Regions from separate parts of the Mus musculus genome. Here regions 1, 3 and 4 are each linked to region 2. The links are chromatin contacts, called in public Hi-C and HiChIP or PLAC-seq maps. All regions are on one chromosome and are shown on one strand. The core of a region is the stretch at or near the end of the contact, and the rest is flanking DNA. Distances in the headings are between cores, read along the strand shown.

The links. A called contact is a pair of places that touch in the nucleus more often than the background predicts. HiChIP or PLAC-seq counts read pairs in DNA pulled down with a chosen protein or histone mark.
Region 1: a contact with region 2 is called in an H3K4me3 HiChIP or PLAC-seq map of the 230-238 cell line, with 2.4 times the contacts expected there. The contact joins the promoter of Ucp2 here to the promoter of P4ha3 in region 2. A contact is called at or near these places in 14 of 39 promoter capture datasets (the 3T3-L1 cell line, 3T3-L1-derived adipocytes, the C10 cell line and 8 more), 1 of 15 datasets of contacts at CTCF or cohesin (pro-B cells), 13 of 484 Hi-C or Micro-C datasets (the G1E-ER4 cell line, the HL-1 cell line, the HPC-7 cell line and 7 more), 9 of 115 datasets of contacts at active chromatin or transcription factors (the 230-238 cell line, T-cell acute lymphoblastic leukemia, bone marrow-derived dendritic cells and 6 more) and 3 of 9 other capture datasets (embryonic stem cells, liver and pancreatic islet).
Region 3: a Hi-C map of the N1E-115 cell line shows a contact between it and region 2, with 4 times the contacts expected there. The contact joins the promoter of Dnajb13 here to the promoter of P4ha3 in region 2. A contact is called at or near these places in 14 of 39 promoter capture datasets (the 3T3-L1 cell line, 3T3-L1-derived adipocytes, the C10 cell line and 8 more), 2 of 15 datasets of contacts at CTCF or cohesin (embryonic stem cells and pro-B cells), 25 of 484 Hi-C or Micro-C datasets (3T3-L1-derived adipocytes, B cells, the G1E-ER4 cell line and 11 more), 2 of 115 datasets of contacts at active chromatin or transcription factors (embryonic stem cells and pancreatic cancer cells) and 2 of 9 other capture datasets (adipose tissue and embryonic stem cells).
Region 4: a contact with region 2 is called in an HNF4G HiChIP or PLAC-seq map of pancreatic cancer cells. The contact joins the promoter of Ucp3 here to the promoter of P4ha3 in region 2. A contact is called at or near these places in 12 of 39 promoter capture datasets (the 3T3-L1 cell line, the HPC-7 cell line, cranial neural crest and 6 more), 1 of 484 Hi-C or Micro-C datasets (olfactory sensory neurons), 2 of 115 datasets of contacts at active chromatin or transcription factors (embryonic stem cells and pancreatic cancer cells) and 2 of 9 other capture datasets (liver and pancreatic islet).

Annotation. Positions count from the first base shown.
Region 1 is chr7:100,491,538-100,496,087 of GRCm38.p6, forward strand. Ucp2 (uncoupling protein 2 (mitochondrial, proton carrier)) reads left to right here and starts at 1,821. Exons shown (of 8, transcript NM_011671.5): 1 at 1,821-1,928; 2 at 2,677-2,838.
Region 2 is chr7:100,284,183-100,288,492 of GRCm38.p6, forward strand. P4ha3 (procollagen-proline, 2-oxoglutarate 4-dioxygenase (proline 4-hydroxylase), alpha polypeptide III) reads left to right here and starts at 1,338. Exons shown (of 13, transcript NM_177161.4): 1 at 1,338-1,544. The coding sequence starts at 1,351.
Region 3 is chr7:100,512,389-100,517,083 of GRCm38.p6, forward strand. It overlaps Dnajb13 (DnaJ heat shock protein family (Hsp40) member B13), which reads right to left and starts at 2,427. Exons shown (of 8, transcript NM_153527.2): 1 at 2,305-2,427. The coding sequence starts at 2,372.
Region 4 is chr7:100,471,601-100,475,673 of GRCm38.p6, forward strand. Ucp3 (uncoupling protein 3 (mitochondrial, proton carrier)) reads left to right here and starts at 1,391. Exons shown (of 7, transcript NM_009464.3): 1 at 1,391-1,494.

The sequences.
Region 1 (4,550 bases), core at 571-3,070, 210 kb after region 2:
TCTTAACCATTGAGCTGTCTCTAGCCCCACATCTTTTAATTCTTATTTGACCAATTTTTAAAAAAGATTTATTTATTTTATGTATATGAGTACAGTGTAGCTGTACAGATGGTTGTGAGCTATCACATGGTTGCTGGGAACTGAACTCAGGACCTCTGCTTACTCCGGCTCCACTCGCTCCGAGTCCAAAAATTTATTTATAACTATATATAAGTACACTGTAGAAACACCAGAAGAGGGTGTCAGCTCTCATTCTGGATGGTTGTGAGCCACCATGTGGTTGCTGGGATTTGAACTCAGGACCTTCGAAAGAGCAATCAGTGCTCTTACCCACGGAGCCATCTCACCAGCCCCTTCACCAATTTTTTAAAAGAGTGGTTTATTGGGTGCATTGCGAGTGAGCAATGGGCAGAGTAGAGTACTGTCAGCTTTGTAAGATCACCACCAGCTATGTTGGGATCACTATCCACCCACCAGCTATGGGGTTTTGCCACTTGATAGTGAAGGTTTATTTTATCTAGTCTTGTTTAAAGTAAGCCAGCTGGCTAATAAAGCCACACTGGGTGTTCAGGATCCTTTCCTGGGTACGTTTTTAAGCACAAAACCCATGTTTTAGGGTGACATACTTCAGCTAACAAAACAAGTTAGCCAGTAGTGGAACCACAGAAGCCAAAAGGTAAGATCAGTACATTTAGAGATTTTTCCAGAACGATGGACATTGATGGTTCTGTCTGTGTGCTGAGTTTTACAGTTGAATGGTACTTCCATCATGGAGTCAGATGTGCTAAGGTCTGGGGTCCTATTAAGGTCTGGGGCCTCTCACACTTTCTTGTTCTGGAAAATAATGGTTAATGATGACCTGGAAAGATTATCGTTAGGTGCCTGCGCCGCCTACCTGATGCATAGTAATTGCTTTCCACAAACGTTCACCCAGCCCCCTCCTCCCACTGCACTTTCCACAGCAGCCCAAACCTACTTGAGCTTCTATTATAGTATATTCGGACCCCTGGTCCCCGGCTTCCTGCTCTTGGGCGCCTAATTCCTAGGCAAGCAAAAAGGGTTCCACGCCCTGATCTAATCTCTTAAAACTCCGGGGCTAAGGAGGATAAAAACAAAAGAAGAAACCGACGGAGAGTACCAAAGCTTGAACACAAATTGAGGCAAATTGAGACCTGCTTCCTACCCCCACAATGCACGTTAGTCCCCGACACAGGGCCCAAGTATTGCTTTCACGTCCCCCACTCCTACGTGGCCATTATCTCGCTGAGGTCCCGTCCACCTGCTGAGTTTGTCCTCGCTGGGCTGGAGTGCAACAGGCGAGGCTCTGCCCTGCCCTCTTCCTTGCGGGGCGCCAGCCTGGCTGCACTCGGTGCAGAGGGGAGGGGAGGCCAGGTGTTCTCGCCCCACTCCAGCCGTTAGGTGCCAGTGTCCCCCGGGACCTGACTGGGAGCGGCAGAAGGCGGGAACGCCAGCCTTGCCCCGTCACCACACCCGGGTTTGTTCCGGTCCCCGAAGCCCGCGCTCCGCCCGGTCCCCAGGTGCCTTGCAGGGAGGGGGAGGGGAGACTTGAAGGGGTAAGGGGTCGCGATCCAGAGCAGCTGGCCAGTCAGTCTGCCTGTCCTCACAAAGAGATTGTCTGCCCCGGGAATAGAAGGGGAAGATCTGAGACTGGAGCCTCTGGGGGGACCTAGGGGTTTCAGGCAACCACAGATGGAAACGCCTCCTCACCCGGGGGCGTGGGCCGCCCTGGCTCCGCCTCGTCACGCCACGCCCCGACCACGCCCTCTAGACTTAAGTTCTGTAGGCGCGGGTTCGCAGCTACTGTCAGTTCCGCCCTCGGTGTCGTCGGGTCGCCAGCTTCCTGGGCAGCCACCACTCTCCCGCCGTCGGACACAGCCTTCTGCACTCCTGTGTTCTCCTGCGGTCCGGTGAGCGTGCCCCATCCCTTCGCTGGCCGCACCTGCTCTCTCCCACTCCATCTGTCTTTTCTCTTTCTTTTCCCTTCCCTGGAGTCCTAATTTGCCCTCTCTAGGTTTCTTTCCTCCTAAATACGCCCTTTGTTATTTGCCTCTGACGTCCAGTTGGTCGAAGGTTAAAACCTTCATCTCTTTACTTCTTCCCCTCAGCCTCGATGTTCCCAGCCTGACCCGGGCGGGGTGGGGGAAGGGGCTTTCACGTCAGCGAAGATCAGAATGACTGTCACCAGGAGGCTCTGGGCCATGTGCCCTAAAGCCTGTTCTTGTATCAAGGGTTGTTTGTGCCTGGAGGAGCCTTGGAGTTTGTTTGGCCTTTGTTACACTATCTTATGTGGCTGCCTGCCGGAGGTGGAAGTAGGGACACAGGGAGACTGGACCTGCCTTATCCTGATTCAACACAAATAGATATAATGCTCCACTCAACAGTTTTGTGACTGTATCCCCCAGGCACAGCACAGCTGCCTGTCTACATAACTGTCTGAGAAACAAATTTGGAAGTGAGCCAACGTGTGGGAGTAAAGACTCCTGAGTTCTTCCCCTAGACCCTGGCTGCTCTGAGTGAGAACTGAGCCTTGCATGGGTCCCTCCCAGCAAGGCTGTCTGAAAGGACTTGTGTGACAGATGACCCTTCCTTGCAGGGCGGTGGTCCTGCAAAGACAATCTTCCTTTCTAAACTTGGCTTCCTTCCTCTCCCCCACAGGACACAATAGTATGAACTTTAAGTGTTTCGTCTCCCAGCCATTTTCTATGGAAAATCGAGGGGATCGGGCCATGGTAGCCACCGGCAGCTTTGAAGAACGAGACACCTTTAGAGAAGCTTGACCTTGGAGGCCTCAGCCTGAGACCTCAAAGCAGCCTCCAGGTAAGGAGTCCCGGCTAAGGAAGCCTTCTCTCAGGCCTGGGGCCTAGGGCTGCTCAGCAAGACAATAAAAATTCCCCTCCTCCCACCCTGATGAGAGCCTCTTCACAGCTCAGCAATCCCCTTCTTCATCCCTGATCACCTTCTGGCCCGTAAAGATGGCGGACCCCAGTGTATAAGGGGAGAACCTGAGTGGGGTGGGGACTGGTTCCAGGTGGCCTTGGCAGTCAACAGCAGAGCTGGGGCAGAAGCTTATGGTGTGTGTGTGTGTGTGTGTGTGTGTGTGTGTGTGTGTGTTATGGTGTGTGTGTATGTGGTGTGTATGTGTGCTCACGTGTGTGCTCACGTGTGCATGTGTGTGCATGCACGTTTATGTAAAGGCACACGGGTGCTGTGGCACGCACATGAAGGTCAGAAGACAACTCAGGCCTCCTACCATCTGTGTCCCAATGGCAAGCACCCTTACCCACTGAGCCATCTTGCTGGTCTGAGCTTCCATTCTTTTTTTTTTTTTTCTTTTGTCCTAGCTTTTGATGTCCCTGTGAATGAGATTAGAAATTGGGTGTTGTTTTTTTATTGCCTCCAGTGGTTGTCCGGTCCTATAAAGTGGATTCTGTTTTTGTTGGTTCATTTTGGGTCGGGATCTCAGGACCTCTCTTCGGCTGCCCTGGAGCTTTAGATGCAGACCGTGCCTGACAGGATTATCTTTCTAGGCCTGCGTTTTAGTCATAGAAACCTTTAGTACAGGTGATCTTTGCCTCTGGTCCCAACCCTCGAGGACCCGACCTTTGGCAAACCCTACGCTGCATTCACAATGGCAGCTGAGCCACATGTTTTTGATCTGGCAGCAACTGGCAGCTGAGCCACATGTTTTTGATCTGGCAGCAACTGAGACCTCGTCTTTCTGGACTTCACAACATTCTACCACTTAGCTCATGATTAGACAGGCCTGCATCAGACTCATGCACTAATACCTACAGAGGAGGTCTGCCCAGAGCGTCTCAGAACTGTTTAATTGGTCAGAAAGGGCTTCCATTGTGAAGGGCCTTATCTGAGCCCGAGACTGAGAAAAACCGGGAGACATGAGGCACCGCGGGGCTGGGCAGACAGTGAGCCTGTGGACATGGTTCTGAGCTCTCCCGTTTAACGGGGACCCAGGGAGGGCAGGTGCCTTCCAGGCTGCTGTCAGGATTTCTCAGTGGAGTCGGAGTGGGGAGCACTACCTGGGAGAAGACTCCCCCGTGAGGAGTCAGGGAGCACCTTCACCTAGACATTGACTCCTATTCTCCCTGAGCTCCAGGGGCCCAGACTCCTGACTGAAGTCAGGCTTTTCCTAGAGGCGCCCTTGAGCCTGTTGTCATGGTGAGTCCCTCTGATGTCCCTGTTTGTCCCAGCCTGGGTGAGCTGTTTTGTTTCCATGGCTGTCTGTGTTCACAGGTGACTACCGCCACATCCTCCCTCCACCCGCTAGGGCTTTCCTCCTCTGCCCCAGCAACACAGGCAGCCAATCAAGATGGGCTCAGAGCGATTGCTCCAATGAAAGCGGAGAAGTGAAACTAGGGAAGAAGAAGAAGCAGTTCACCCTCCCCACCCCCACCCCACCCCACCCCCGCTGGGTGCTGGGCTCACTTCCTCCTAGGCCTTAGAGGAGGGTGGTGTTCCAGCTCAAAGAACAAAATGGACCTTTTCGTTTCCTGTATCTTTTCTGCATAGCT
Region 2 (4,310 bases), core at 88-2,587:
GGAGCCCATCATGAAAAGGAAGGTGTGTTGGCAGGTCTTGCCCCGTCTGGTGGCTAGCATATGTGGCCGGTGCTCACATCCAGCAGACAGAAACCTGATGGCTCTGGCCAGCAGTGAAGCCTTAGTGAACCTAGTGGAGTATGTAAGCCCTACTTCCCCAAAGCTCCATAGCTTGGTTTTTACCAAGTATTCAAGAGGATGAAACTGTGAGGTTCATTTCAAATTCAAACCGTAACGAATAGGTGTCACGAGATAAAATCAAGGTATTGGCAGATCTGTTCTTCCTGCAGACTAGGAAAGATCTGTCCCCCAGCCTTCTCAACCTTCTAGAAGCTACCTACAACCTGTTACTCACAGACCGTTTATCCATTTTCAAAGTCGCAACACAGCATCATCAAGTCTCTGATTTGGCTGTTATTGTCCTGTATCTTTCTTTGCCGTTTGTTTGTTTGTTTTTCGAGACAGGGTTTCTCTGCCTCCCAAGTGCTGGGATTAAAGGCGTGGGCCACCACCGCCCGGCTTTTTCTTTGCCTTTTTAAAAGGACCTTGGCAACTGCGTTGAGCTCACCAGGATAATCCAGGATGGCCTAAAGTCAAGATACTGTTAGAACTACACACATTGACTCTGTGAAGCTCTCTCCCCATCAAAGCATGCCAGGGGAAGCCCCTCTTTGGGGATGAGGTCCTCACCCATTGCACACAGCCTGTGGTTGCCCATTTTGTGTTTTTATGGTGGTTTACATTTCCATTTCCCTTTATGAGCAGCGGGCTGCATCTGCACCTACTATAGCACAGATGTTACTGAACACTTAAATGAATGAGTAAATGAATAAACATTGCTGGGCAAAAGGGATAGCGGGGTGAAAGAAACAAGCAGCCTAGTAGAATATAATGATGGTATTTTTGTGTGACTCTGTAGTGACTCGATCCTAGAGTTTCAGCTTCTGTAAGTCCTAGCCATCTTTCAAGATCACCTGAGGTCCTGTCCTCTGTGAAGACTTTACCCCTCTGCCCCAGCCACCTGCACTTCTGTCACCATGCTGTGTCACCCTTTGGAGTTCCCCTCATAATCCAGAGGTTTTTGTGTCCTCCCCTGTCCCACAGGAGGAATTTGGATGATGGCTCAGCACGGCTGTAACTAGAGAAATCACTGCTCACCCGCGCTCGCCTCAGTTCCCCCAAATGTGACAGGCACGGTGGAATCAGTGTGGAGTTAGCGGCGGGCCAGGCACTAAGGAATTCAGTGCTGAGGGGACGGAGGCGGCCAAGGGCGGGCGACGGAAGGCTGCGGGCGGGCGGGCGGGCCGGGGCGGCGCCGGGCGAGAGCGCGGAGGGACGCGCGACCCTGCGATGGGCCCAGGGGCGCGGCTGGCTCTGCTGGCGCTGCTGGCGCTCGGGGGAGACCCCGCGGCGGCCACGGGGCGGGAGGACACGTTCTCCGCGCTGACCAGCGTGGCGCGCGCCCTGGCGCCCGAGCGCAGGCTGCTGGGGACACTGAGGCGCTACCTGCGCGGCGAGGAGGCGCGGCTGCGCGACTTGACCAGGTGAGGGCGTCTCCAGGGAGCCGGGATGCTCAGCGACTGAGGGTGAGGAGTAACTGAGGCCCAAAGTGACTTCCAGACCCAACTGTCATGTGGTGGGGACCCTGAGACACTTTGAAGGGGAATGAGGAGTTCTGTGTCACTCTCTCTCTCTCTCTCTCTCTCTCTCTCTCTCTCCCTCTCTCTCACTCTCTGTGTCTGTCTGTCTGTCTGTCTGTGTCTGTCTCTTTGTCTCTGTGCCTGTCTCTCTGCCTCTTTGTGTGTGTGTCTCTGTCTCTCTGTTCCGGTCTCTGTCTCTCTCTGTGTCTATGTGTCTGTATGTATGTGTGTTTGTCCGTGTCTCTGTCTCTTTCTGTTTCTCTGTCTCTCCCTGTCTCTCTGTCTCTCACTCTCTGTCTCTGTCACACACAAACACACACCCCGGGGTGTGACACCACCCCCCATCCACCTTCACATGTCCAAGTTGATACACTGTGAAAAAGTGTAGGTAGCATGGAGATTCTAGAGTCCAGTTGGATCTCACAAATACTGTGTCAAGCAGCAAATGACCTTGGACTTCTTGTCAAGTTACTGCTGACACAGTAGAATGCTGTGGTGACCATTATAGCTCTTATTTCTTTTTCCATGGGTAAAAGTTCTCTGAATGTAAGTAGTAGCTGAGAGGTTGTATGTATGTGAAAATGTCTGACTCCAAAGAAAACACTGTGAAAAACTACTTCACACGGGGTAATACTGGGAGTAGTGTGCACAAACACACAGCCAACATTATTTTTTATGCAGTCAGCAAAGTAGAGTTAGATCCTGGAAGGTAAACTGTTGTAAAGTGTGGGACTTAGAGCACTAATCAGTGTCCAAGATGAAAAAGGAATGCTTGCATATGATACCAACATGTCTTGTGCCTTCTTTGCTTTGGACACTGAGAAGCCCACGGACTATAAGGCACAGTTGTTTCCACATAAATCCAATTGATCTTACAAACTTGTCTAGACAGAGCAGAAGCACATCATTTGATTTCCAGTAACTTTAAATTTCAAATCCATTCCCATGCCAACCCGCCCTGCTCCACTCCCACAAATGTTTATAAGAAATGGTCATGAAGGACAGCCAGTTTCGTAAGGGTTGGCTTAATCCTGCAGTCTGCTCTTCAAATGCCATTGGTGGCAACTGATGGCTTGTAGTTAGACACGCATTTGTTTGAGTTGCAGTATCAAATTGGTTTGTTAAAAAAAAAAAACCTGCAGATTACATTCTTACACTAAGAAAAACAGGCTGTAAGCAGGAGACAAGTTTAGGAAAAGCTAATAAAAGACACCTGTCTATACTAAAAAAAAGGAGGAGGAGGAGGAGAAAAAAGGGAAGAGGAGGAAGAAGGGAAAAAGGAGAGGAGGAGGAGATGGAGGAGGAGGAAAAGAAGAGGAGGAAGAGGAGAAAGCCAATGCAGGAGAAAGTGTGTGGAACACTGTGGGTACCAAGTGACTCAGAGTCTAGATTCAGGAGCTCAACAGGTCTCTGAATTTTTGACTCTGACCGTGTTATATCTTTAAGCTTTAGTTTCCTAATCTAAACAATGATGCTTTAATGGTTATTCCCATAGGGTTCTTGGAACGATTGTGTCCAGGTAAAGTTATTTATCATTGAGCTTAACATGTAGTAAGTTACTGAAAAAATGTTAACTCCCTATGACTCTTCAAGGCTGGCTGATCAAGTAGACTCGGCGCAGTGGGGAGGCTGAGGCAGGAAGACTGCTGTGAACCAAGCAACACAAGAGCAGACCACCGCTGCTCAGTGACTAAGTATTAAATTAACCCTGCCAATGGAAGCACTAGCTGGGATTCTAAAAGATTAAAAAGGGAATTTTTAAAATCCCAGATCCGTTTCTCAGATGATTATGAACATTTAGTCTCATCACAGGCAATCTGATGCTCTAGAGGCTGTGATTCTGTCCCCTGGTCATGCTCGAAAGCCAGCGTGAAGTGTTTACTTTTTAAAAATGATTTTTTAAATCATTTTTTAAAAATTGGGGTAGTTTCAGCTCACTTTTCTATAGATTCAATCTGTTGATTTTATATAAGTTGAAATGTTATTTCTAATGCCCCTGTTTTATATACTTTGAGTTTCTAAATCAGGAAATGAAGTGGCTTTGGCTGCTGAGGCTGCTCTACCTGCTAATGGATAGAAAATGTTCTAATTAGAGCCCCCATCACCGAGTACCCAGTAGAGCACACAGTCTGCATGGGGGAGGGGGGGTAGTCTAGTTTGTTTTGTTGGTGCCATTTAAGAAACACAAAGAGTAAAAGAGTTGGAGTGATTTCTGAGCTTAGAATGAAGCATTCAGAAGGTCTCAGAAGGATGAAGGCAAAGCCATCTCTCAGTTTCAAGGGAGAAAAGTATCGAATTGACATGGCCCATGGCTTGCGGCTGAATAACCTCCCCAGGAAGCTAACTGCAGGGATTGGGTTGCAAATTTTATGTGCAGATTCTTGAAGGAAAGGATCTGATTTTCCACTCTCAGCAGCATTTGTTAAAGCAAAAAGGCATTTAGGAAAGCCTGAGGTTGGCCTTCAGCGTCCTGTAACTCAGTCTCTGTTTGCTCAGAGGCTGGGCATGCAGCCAAGTTTGCATTCCTAGCCAGCCTCGGGTATCAGTCTATAGATTTCCCCTGCTTTCTTTCCTGTGAGAGAGAGAAAAAAAAAGTAGTCATATTTGAACACTGCATTGCTTGATTGCTGCAGTCAAGAGCAAACCCCTGGTCTGATGCAAAGTGGGGTG
Region 3 (4,695 bases), core at 1,177-3,676, 230 kb after region 2:
AAAAGAGAAACACAGAGAGCAGGGGCTGGGGACAAAACATCAAAGACCAACTCCAGAGACCCCCTTCTTCTAAGTAGCCGATTCCAATATGGAAAGAATGACCCATTAATTAATCAATTGATTGAATACACTGTATCTGTCTTCAGACACACCAGAAGAGGGCATCAGATCCCGTTACAGATGGTTGTGACAGAGGACCACCTCTCCTGTTCCTCTATCCACCTCATTTATTAACACAGTCTCACGGTGACCCGGAACTCTCCAGGTAGGCTAGGCTGACTGTCCAGGCAGCCCCAGGAATTCACCATCTTTGTCCACCTCCCTAGAGCCAGGTTACAAGTGAACCACAGCTTTCTTCATGGGGGTCTGGGGCCGAGCTTGGCTCTTCTGCTGACACAGCAGCTAGTTTACTATCTGGGTATGCTGTCTCCTACTCCACATTCTCTCTCTCTCTCTCTCTCTCTCTCTCTCTCTCTCTCTCTCTCTCTCTCCTTTCTTTCTTTTAAGAGATGAGAAGCTGAGGCTCAGAAAGGTTGAGTTGCCTGAGTATGTTGTACTTGCTGTCTTGGGGGTTCCTATTGCTGTACTAAAATACTCATGACCAAAAGCAGCTTGAGGGGTTTATTGTATCTTACATGTCTGCAATCAAATCAAATCTCCCATCATCAAAGAAAGACAGAGCAGGAACTCAAGGAGGGAACCTGGAGGCAGGAGCTGATGTAGGGGCCATGGAGGGGTGCTGCTTACGGGATGACCCTCTGTGGCTTGCTCAACTTGCTTTCTTAAAGTACCCAGAACCACCAGCCCAGGGATGGCAGCACTCACAATGGGCTGGGCCGTCCCCCACCAATAACTAATTAAGAAAATGCACCTTGACCACAGGTCTGTATGGTGGGGACATAGGTTATGTCAAGTTGACATAAAACTAGCCAGCACACTTGGTCTTCTGGTAATTAGGCTAGCCTTATCTATTTGCCATGGTAATCCTTCCATTGATGAGTCCCATTGGCCACCTGATTTCTCTTGTGGTAACTTTTCAAACCCACTAGCCAGTGAGAGCCCTGAGCAGAGGATGACGTCATACACTGCACTGAATTGTTCTCAACTGTTGAAAGAGTTTTTCTGATTTCTCCCTCCCCACTGGACACCCACATCCCTCCCCTTCAGTCCACACAAGACCTGGCCCAGGGAGGAAGGGGCAGTCTCTGATTTCTGATTCCATTTGTCACATACAAGCCCCTGGGATGACAGTGGCTTTTCCTCTCAGGGTCACTGTGAGGATTAAATAAAGCAGTGATGGGAAGCTCTCAGAGCAGCACCTATATGTTCAATACAAGCATCTAGTGTACCCCAAACCTCCAGGGGCCCCAGATGCTTCCCTCTTTCTTTATACCTTTGGGGACACAACTGATTTCCAAATTCAGTGTCTCCCCTCCAGCCCACTGTGGAGTCTTAGTCCTCCTGGAAGCCTTGTCCTTTGGCTTAATTATCAGGACAGTCTCCTTAGAAGCCCTCGCCTCTCAACACAAGCTTCTGTGGCCTGGGTACGGCCTGGGTACATCTCCTTTTATAACAATACACATTCCACAACAAATGGCCTGCACTGGACCCAGCCCTAAAGATTAGTGCTCCATAAATATTTGCCCAAAACTTTCTTTCAAAGAAAAACTTTAAAAGATCAAATATTTCAGAAACAAAGCCTTATCCCTGTCCTAGATGTTCCCCTAAACACATACACACACACACACACACACACACACACACACACACACACACCTTTCCTTTTACGAACAGGGCCTTGCTATGTAGCTCAAGCTAACCACAGACTCGCTATTTGGGGATTACAGACATGTACCATCTCATCCATATCTAAACTGTCACAAAGTCCCTGAGATGTGACAGAGGTGTTCAGAGATGGAGATCAGTCAGTGACAAAAACCCATATGATGGCCAAAATGAAAACTGTAACATCCATTAGTCCAGGTCATTTCTGGTTCACACACCTGTGGTTCTTCATGAGACTCAAGATAAGGTCCAAATTGTCCTTTGTCTTCATTTCATAGCTAGAAATTCAGACATGACCCAAGAAGAGCTAAGAGGCAGGAGCATTGGACGTGGGAAGCCCACTGATGCACTTAGGTGTGTCTGAATTTCGTCTATGTCCTAACCAGCACAAAGCCAGATAGGGCATACAAGAGGAGAGAGGTGCCCCTTTCCTACTCTAAACTATGCAGGGAAACTGTTTGACTGGCATCAGGGTGGGGTTGCCTCTGCGCATGCCAGGCTAGGATCCCGCCCACTTACGCCTTCTTGATCTGGGCATCTTCTGAGTTGCGGGTGACCTGAAGCACAGCATAGTAATCCAGCCCCATGGCTGGTACCAATGGGTCTGTTTTTCCTCAGACTCCAGCCTCTGTTAGTTTGCGTTCTGTGGTTGCTCCTGACAACCACGAGTGGCACCCTGGGAATTGTAGTCTTTCCATCTTGAACAAATGGTCCTGGGGCGCTCATAACTGGTTCCGTGATCCCGAAAAAGGTCACACAGCTCAGAAACTGGAGTTCCCGAGCGCCTTTTTGCTTATTTTTTAGTACAGAAATCACCTTTAATTTAAAATATTCAGAACAAAGCCGGTTGTAGTGGTGCAACATCTTTAATCCCAGCACTCAGCAGAGGTAGTTGTGGGCTGGAGGCTAGCCTAATGTACATAATGAGTTTGTTGTGAGTCTGGGGTCGCCCAGAGATACGCCGACTCGGTTTTGGTTTTAATAAATTAGAGGCTTTTTATAATAAAGAAAAGAAAAGAGGAAAGGAAAGGAAAGGAAAAAAGGAAAAGAAAAGAGAAAAGGAAAGGAAAGGGAAAAGGAAAAGGAAAAGGAAAAAGAAGGAAAGGAAAGGAAAGGAAAGGAAAGGAAAGGAAAGGAAAGGAAAGGAAAGGAAAAAGGAAAGGAAAGGAAAGGAAAGGAAAAAGGAAAGGAAAAGAAAGAAAAAGAAAAAAACCACAAAACAAAAACAAAACTTCAGGACCAAACTAGAGAGAGTTCTCTAGGTAAGACTCTGGCTATTTTTAGACAAAGTATTATAAAGAAAAGGTTCACAAAGTTATAATTTTGGGAGCCAAATGAACTCATATCGTGTCTGTGTGTGGTCAAGGTTTGGTTTTGTAGCAGCCATGCAACAGGTGCCTCAGCCATCCAAGCAAGCTGGCGTTTCACATAACAGCAGTTAGCCTGTTTAATCTTGTGACCCAAACCTTGTATGAGTAGCAGAGCCAGTGAAATGTTTCGTAACAATCAGCAATTTTTAAACAATAGTCCACCTGTACCAGGAAGTGGTCCATCTCAGGCCTGCTCACCTGGCACATCAGGTAGGGGCAACTTCCTTATGGCTTATACAAGTTAAAAACAATTTTGTTTCTACAAGCCTAGCACAGTAAATTTATCCTCTAAACATACTGTTCACTATCACAGGTTTCAGGACAGCTAAAGCTACATAGTGAGAACTTGTCTCTCTTAAAAGTGTTTGTTGTTTTGTTTTGTTTTTTGAGAACGAGTTGAGTATGGTGTAAGACCAGCCTTGGCTATGTACTTTATAAATACTTGAATAAGTACTTTTTTTTCTAAAAAACAAATGTATTTGGCTGATTATTTATTTAGGTTTTTGGTTTTTCAAGACAGGATTTCTCTGGGTGTCCCAGAACTCACTCTGTAGACCAGGCTGGCCTCAAATTCAGAGATCTGCCTGCCTTTGCCTCCCAAGTGCTGGGAATAAAGGTGTGCGCCACCACTGTCCAGCTCTGGTTTTTTTTAATTGAAGGATAGTTTTATATTTTTAGAAAAACGAAATTAAAATGTTCTCATCTTCCCTCCACCCAATTTCCCTGTTAGTGTGTGCCATTAGTGTGCTACATTAACTGCTAGACAGCAGTTAAGAGCAGATGCTTACACAGGACAGAGGCAGCCCTGAGCTCTGTCCCAGCACCCACACTGGGCAGCTCACACCAGCCAGGAACTCCAGCCCCAGTGGATCAGACACCCTCTTCGGCCTTCTGTGCTCACCTGTCCTCACCAGCACATAGCCACCCAGAGACATCCACACATACGCATACCGAAAATAAAATCTTAATTAAAAAAAAACTAAAAAAAGTGATACAATTGTCATAAATATGAATAATATCAATGTCCTCCCTCTCCCTCCCTCCCTCTTCCTCTTCCTCTCTCTCTCTCTCCCTCTCTCTTCCTTTCCATGTGTGTGCAGATGTGAGTGCATGTGTGTGCATACTAGAGGGCAGAGATTGACATTGGATGCCTTCCTCAGTTGCCCACTTTGTTTTTTAATTAATTTTTCAAGACAGGGTTTCTCTGTGTAGTCCTGGCTGTCTTGGAACTTGCTCTGTAGACCAGGCTGGCCTCAAACTTATAGAGATTCATGGGCCTCTGCCTTCCAAGTGCTAGGACTAAAGGTGTGTGTGGTCACCACCTGGTCCTATTTGTTTTATTTTGCATGTATAATGAATGTTTCGCTTGCATGTGTGTATGTGCATCATGTGCATGCCTGGTGCTTTTGGAGGCCAGAAGAGAGTGTTGAACCCTCCGGAACTGGAGTTTCAGATGGTTGCAAGCTGCCATATGGGTGCTGGGAATTGAACCTAGGTCCTCTGGAATTAACGAGTGCAACTAACCACTAAAACATCTTTC
Region 4 (4,073 bases), core at 141-2,640, 190 kb after region 2:
GAGACTGTAGCAGCCAACCTTAAAACTCCCAGCAGAGGTTTGACTCTAGCTAGGCCTGAGCTCTCCTCCCTCTGGGTTTCTCCAGAACCTGCTGCCTCTAGTTTGACTTCTACTTGTAGCCCCAGCCCCCACATGGTTCCCACAGTCCTGCCCATGTCCAGATTAATAGTTCCAGACTGAGCTCAAAGCAGTGAGCAGGTCCTGGTCCAAGAAACAGGATAGACAGTCTAGATGTCACAGCACCCACCCTGCCATGGCGCTGCGCTCAAGTTCCAAAATGTCCTCTACCTTCTCTGTCCTACTTATCTCCTCTCCCCTCTCCTTTTAGTTTCCCTTCTATGCCACCTGGCTCCCAACTTCAGCTGTGCCCACCCAGTCTTTAACCTCAGCGCCTGCAGATGGACCAGCCTACGGTGGTTGCTGCAAGGGATTCTGCTCACCCTGCCCCATCTCCGGTCCCAGCATGTCCATGTCATGAGGAATCAGGATTGCAGCTGATAGACCCAAAGTGTGGTATAGGTTACAGGCAAGTCAGGCCTGCAGTGACCTAGCTGTCTGTCCTTGACAGTCAGTTTTCTGTGTAAAGTAAGCATTGACACATGAGGGCTCTACACAGTACGTCAGTGTCTACCGGTACAGTGCAGTGTGTTAACACCACTGTGAAAGAAACCAGCCACAAGAGGCTATACATTCTATATAATCCTACTCAAACAAAGCATCTAGAACAAGCAAATTAAGAAGCAGAATAAAGACGAGTGGTTGCCTGAAGCTGGGGGAAGGGAAAGGGGGTGACTTGTTCTGTTTTTGTCTTTGAGCCATGATGAAAGTGTTCTGAACTAGCATGTAGTAGTTGATCAACCAGACTGTACTAAACACTATTGTGTGCTCTATGTGGGCAAATCACATGCTGTGTACAATACATCTGTTGTCCTTTGTTTTTAAATTTAGGATCCTGCTTCCTAGAGATGTGGGAAATAGAAGCGCTGTGCCTGAAATATCAAGCATATCTTGGCACCAAGATGTCCTCTACCTTCTCTGCCCCGTCTTCTCCTCTCCCCTCTTGAGAATGTCAGGCCTCTAAGAAGTGACACCTGTAACCATTGTATAGGATCCTGGAGAGCCCCTGTCCTAAGAGACCTTGTCCTTTGGGCTCTCAAAGGTGACAAATGCTGTCACACACCTCCTGGCCACCAAGGTAGCTCTCCTCTTGAAAGCTCAAAGGAGCCACATTAAAGAGCCCCAGGTCACGGAAGCTAAACCAGATCTGGAACTCACTGGTCCCCTCCCCGCAGCCTGCCTCTTGTCAAGTGATCAGACTGTCAACTAGCTTCTCAGAATTAGGTTTCAGGTCAGCTGGTGCACAGGGCCAGTGCCGAGCCAGGGACAGCAGAGACAACAGTGAATGGTGAGGCCCGGCCGTCAGATCCTGCTGCTACCTAATGGAGTGGAGCCTTAGGGTGGCCCTGCACTACCCAACCTTGGCTAGACGCACAGGTAAGACCCCATACTCTGCTCTCCTCTCCCTTTTTCCCTTCCATGGATGCTCACAGCCAGGAGCTTGCTGGGATCACTCAGCACTGCGTGAGAGACCGAGAGTGAGCCGGTCTAGCTCCCACCTAGTAAAGATGAAGGAACTGCAGGCCTGGGGAGGGCCTTGACTTCCACATCTATGTGACTCCTCACAACTCCCGTGTTTTGCTGACTCCTCTGCTGGGATCTTACAAATGCCAGATGAAAAGTGTCCCTCTCCTTTGGCCCAGGATCCCCACGGAGCACAAAGCCCTCTCCAGCAAGGATCCTGGGGCCCTTCCTGGGTAGAGATGATGAGGGCACCTCTGGCCTGAAGCCTGGTCTAGAGCCCGTGGTCACTCTGTCTAGTGGCATCCTTGATGCGGATGTATTGTTGGAGAGAGTTGGGTTGGCCCTATAGGCTAGAGTACCTCATGTTGTGGGTACCCCAGTAGAGCTACAGGGTGAGGATTGTTCTCAACTTCCACTTCCAGCTGGGGGCATCAGACCGATAATAACCGAGGTGCGCCAAGGAGGAGGTTGGGAAGCTCAGACCTCAGGGCGTTCCCTACTGCGCCAGGCATTGTAGCCTCACCCACATACTCAAGTCTGTCTGCTCATCCTTTCTCTTTCTGATGGATGGTTTGGGGGCACTCCTTCAAAACTTGGGTACACACAATTGCAAGCTCTTAACCAAGTTCGTGCTTCAGTGTCTCTTGAGAGCACCTTTCCAGCAGTATCCTCAGTGGTGTTAGAGCCCCAAGGCTCCCTTCTCATCTATTCTTGCTGCCTGCACCAGCATGCTCTGACGGCCCAGGCCCCCACCCACCCTGGACTAAGTGTAACCTTGGCATTCGCAGCCTTCTACCAAAGGGCCCTGAGATCATCTTTGACCTCATTTCCTGTCTCCTCATTTTGGCACGATGGTCTGACTTAAGACCTTCCCTATAACAGTTTTCACAGAGGAGGGTAAGTTGATCTTGTCCCTGCCTGGAGGCTCCGACAGAGCCAGAAGAGTCACTGATAATGGGGCAGCGCTACAAGACAGTAGGGTCAGAAGTAGCAGAGGACAAAGTGGGTACAAGAGGGAAGCCCGGATTGACAGGGAAGCAAAAACTCCAGGGACACGCCTGGCCTCCGTGGGGAGAAAATTCCATTCCGTGCCTTCTGCAGGACCTGACTCAGCACCAACATCACCTGAGGTTCCCTCCAGCAGAAAGGACTCAGAAGTCAGTCCCTGACAGCAGCCATACCCAGGTCCTTTGCCTGTCTAACCTCAGTGTTTCTCTCCAAAGCAGAGCAGAACACAGGATGGTTCTGCTAGTGCCTGAGTGGTCCCCAGACAGGCTTTGAAGAAGGGAATTCTAGAGAACTTACCCACAGCTGGGCGTGGTGGCACACACCTTTAATCCCTCTCAGGAGGCAGAGGCAGGCGGATTTCTGAGTTGGAGGCCAGCCTGGTCTACAAAGTGAGTTCCAGGACAGCCAGGTCTATACAGAGAAACCCTGTCTCAAAAAAAACAAAAAAAAAAAAAAACAAAAAACAAAAAACAAAACAAAACAAAAAAAACCAACAACAACAAAAAAAAAGAACTTACCCCAAGGGCCTCTCCAGATCTGGGTAAGCCTTAGATTCAGGCTGTCAAGTCAGAAGCCTGCTCTCCAGGGCAGATTCAAGGCTTGGGAGAAGAAAGGCCACCAGGATACCATGAGGAGAGTCAGCTGCCCCCACAGTGCATTCCAGGCCTGGGCAGGGAAGCCAGTGCCTCCCTGCTGGGAAGGAGCCAAGCCTTGCTGCTCTTCTGTAGGGCAAAGGGGAACGAGGCCTGAGCAAATGGAGAGCATGTCTCTAAACATGCCTACCCTGCTCTTCCTCAGCCAAGTTGGCTGTAAAGGCTCTGGGCCTCCTCAGGCTTGTCTCACTGTACAACTCAGGCAGACTAGAAGACAGGCTGAAGGAAGAGCCTGGGGGAGCCAAGGCCTGGCTACAGCCACCCTCACAGAGCCTAGCCTCTCTGAGCCCAAGAATTCCATATGGTTAGAGGACTTTGGTCGTCATCCAGCCTTCTCCAGATTCATGTTTGGCATTATGAAGCATTTAGCAAAAAGGCTAAGACCCTGAGGAGCCGGATCACCACACTGACTGGAGCTTAGGTGGTGTAGCGATGACAGCTTGGCCATCAGAACAACCAGACTGGAGTTCTGTGACCAGTGGTCAGTCAACCTCTTTCCATTTTTTATTAAAATAATTTACTTATTCTTATATGATTGATGCTTTGCCTGCATGTGTGTCTGTGTGATGGTGCCAGTTCTTGGAGTAACAGTTGTGAGTTGCCATGTAAGTACAGGGAATTGAACCCAGGGCCTCTGGAAGAGCAGTCAGTGCTCTTAACTGCTAAACCATCTCTTCAGTCCAACCTCTTTCCATCTTAAGCTTCTATTTTCTCATCTCTAAACTGGATTTAAATACTGCCCTGCTTTTGCCAAAGTGGTTTTGAACCTAAAATAGACTAAACGCAGGCTTAGACACTGGTGACACTAAGCAAGCTAATGTCTCTAAGCCT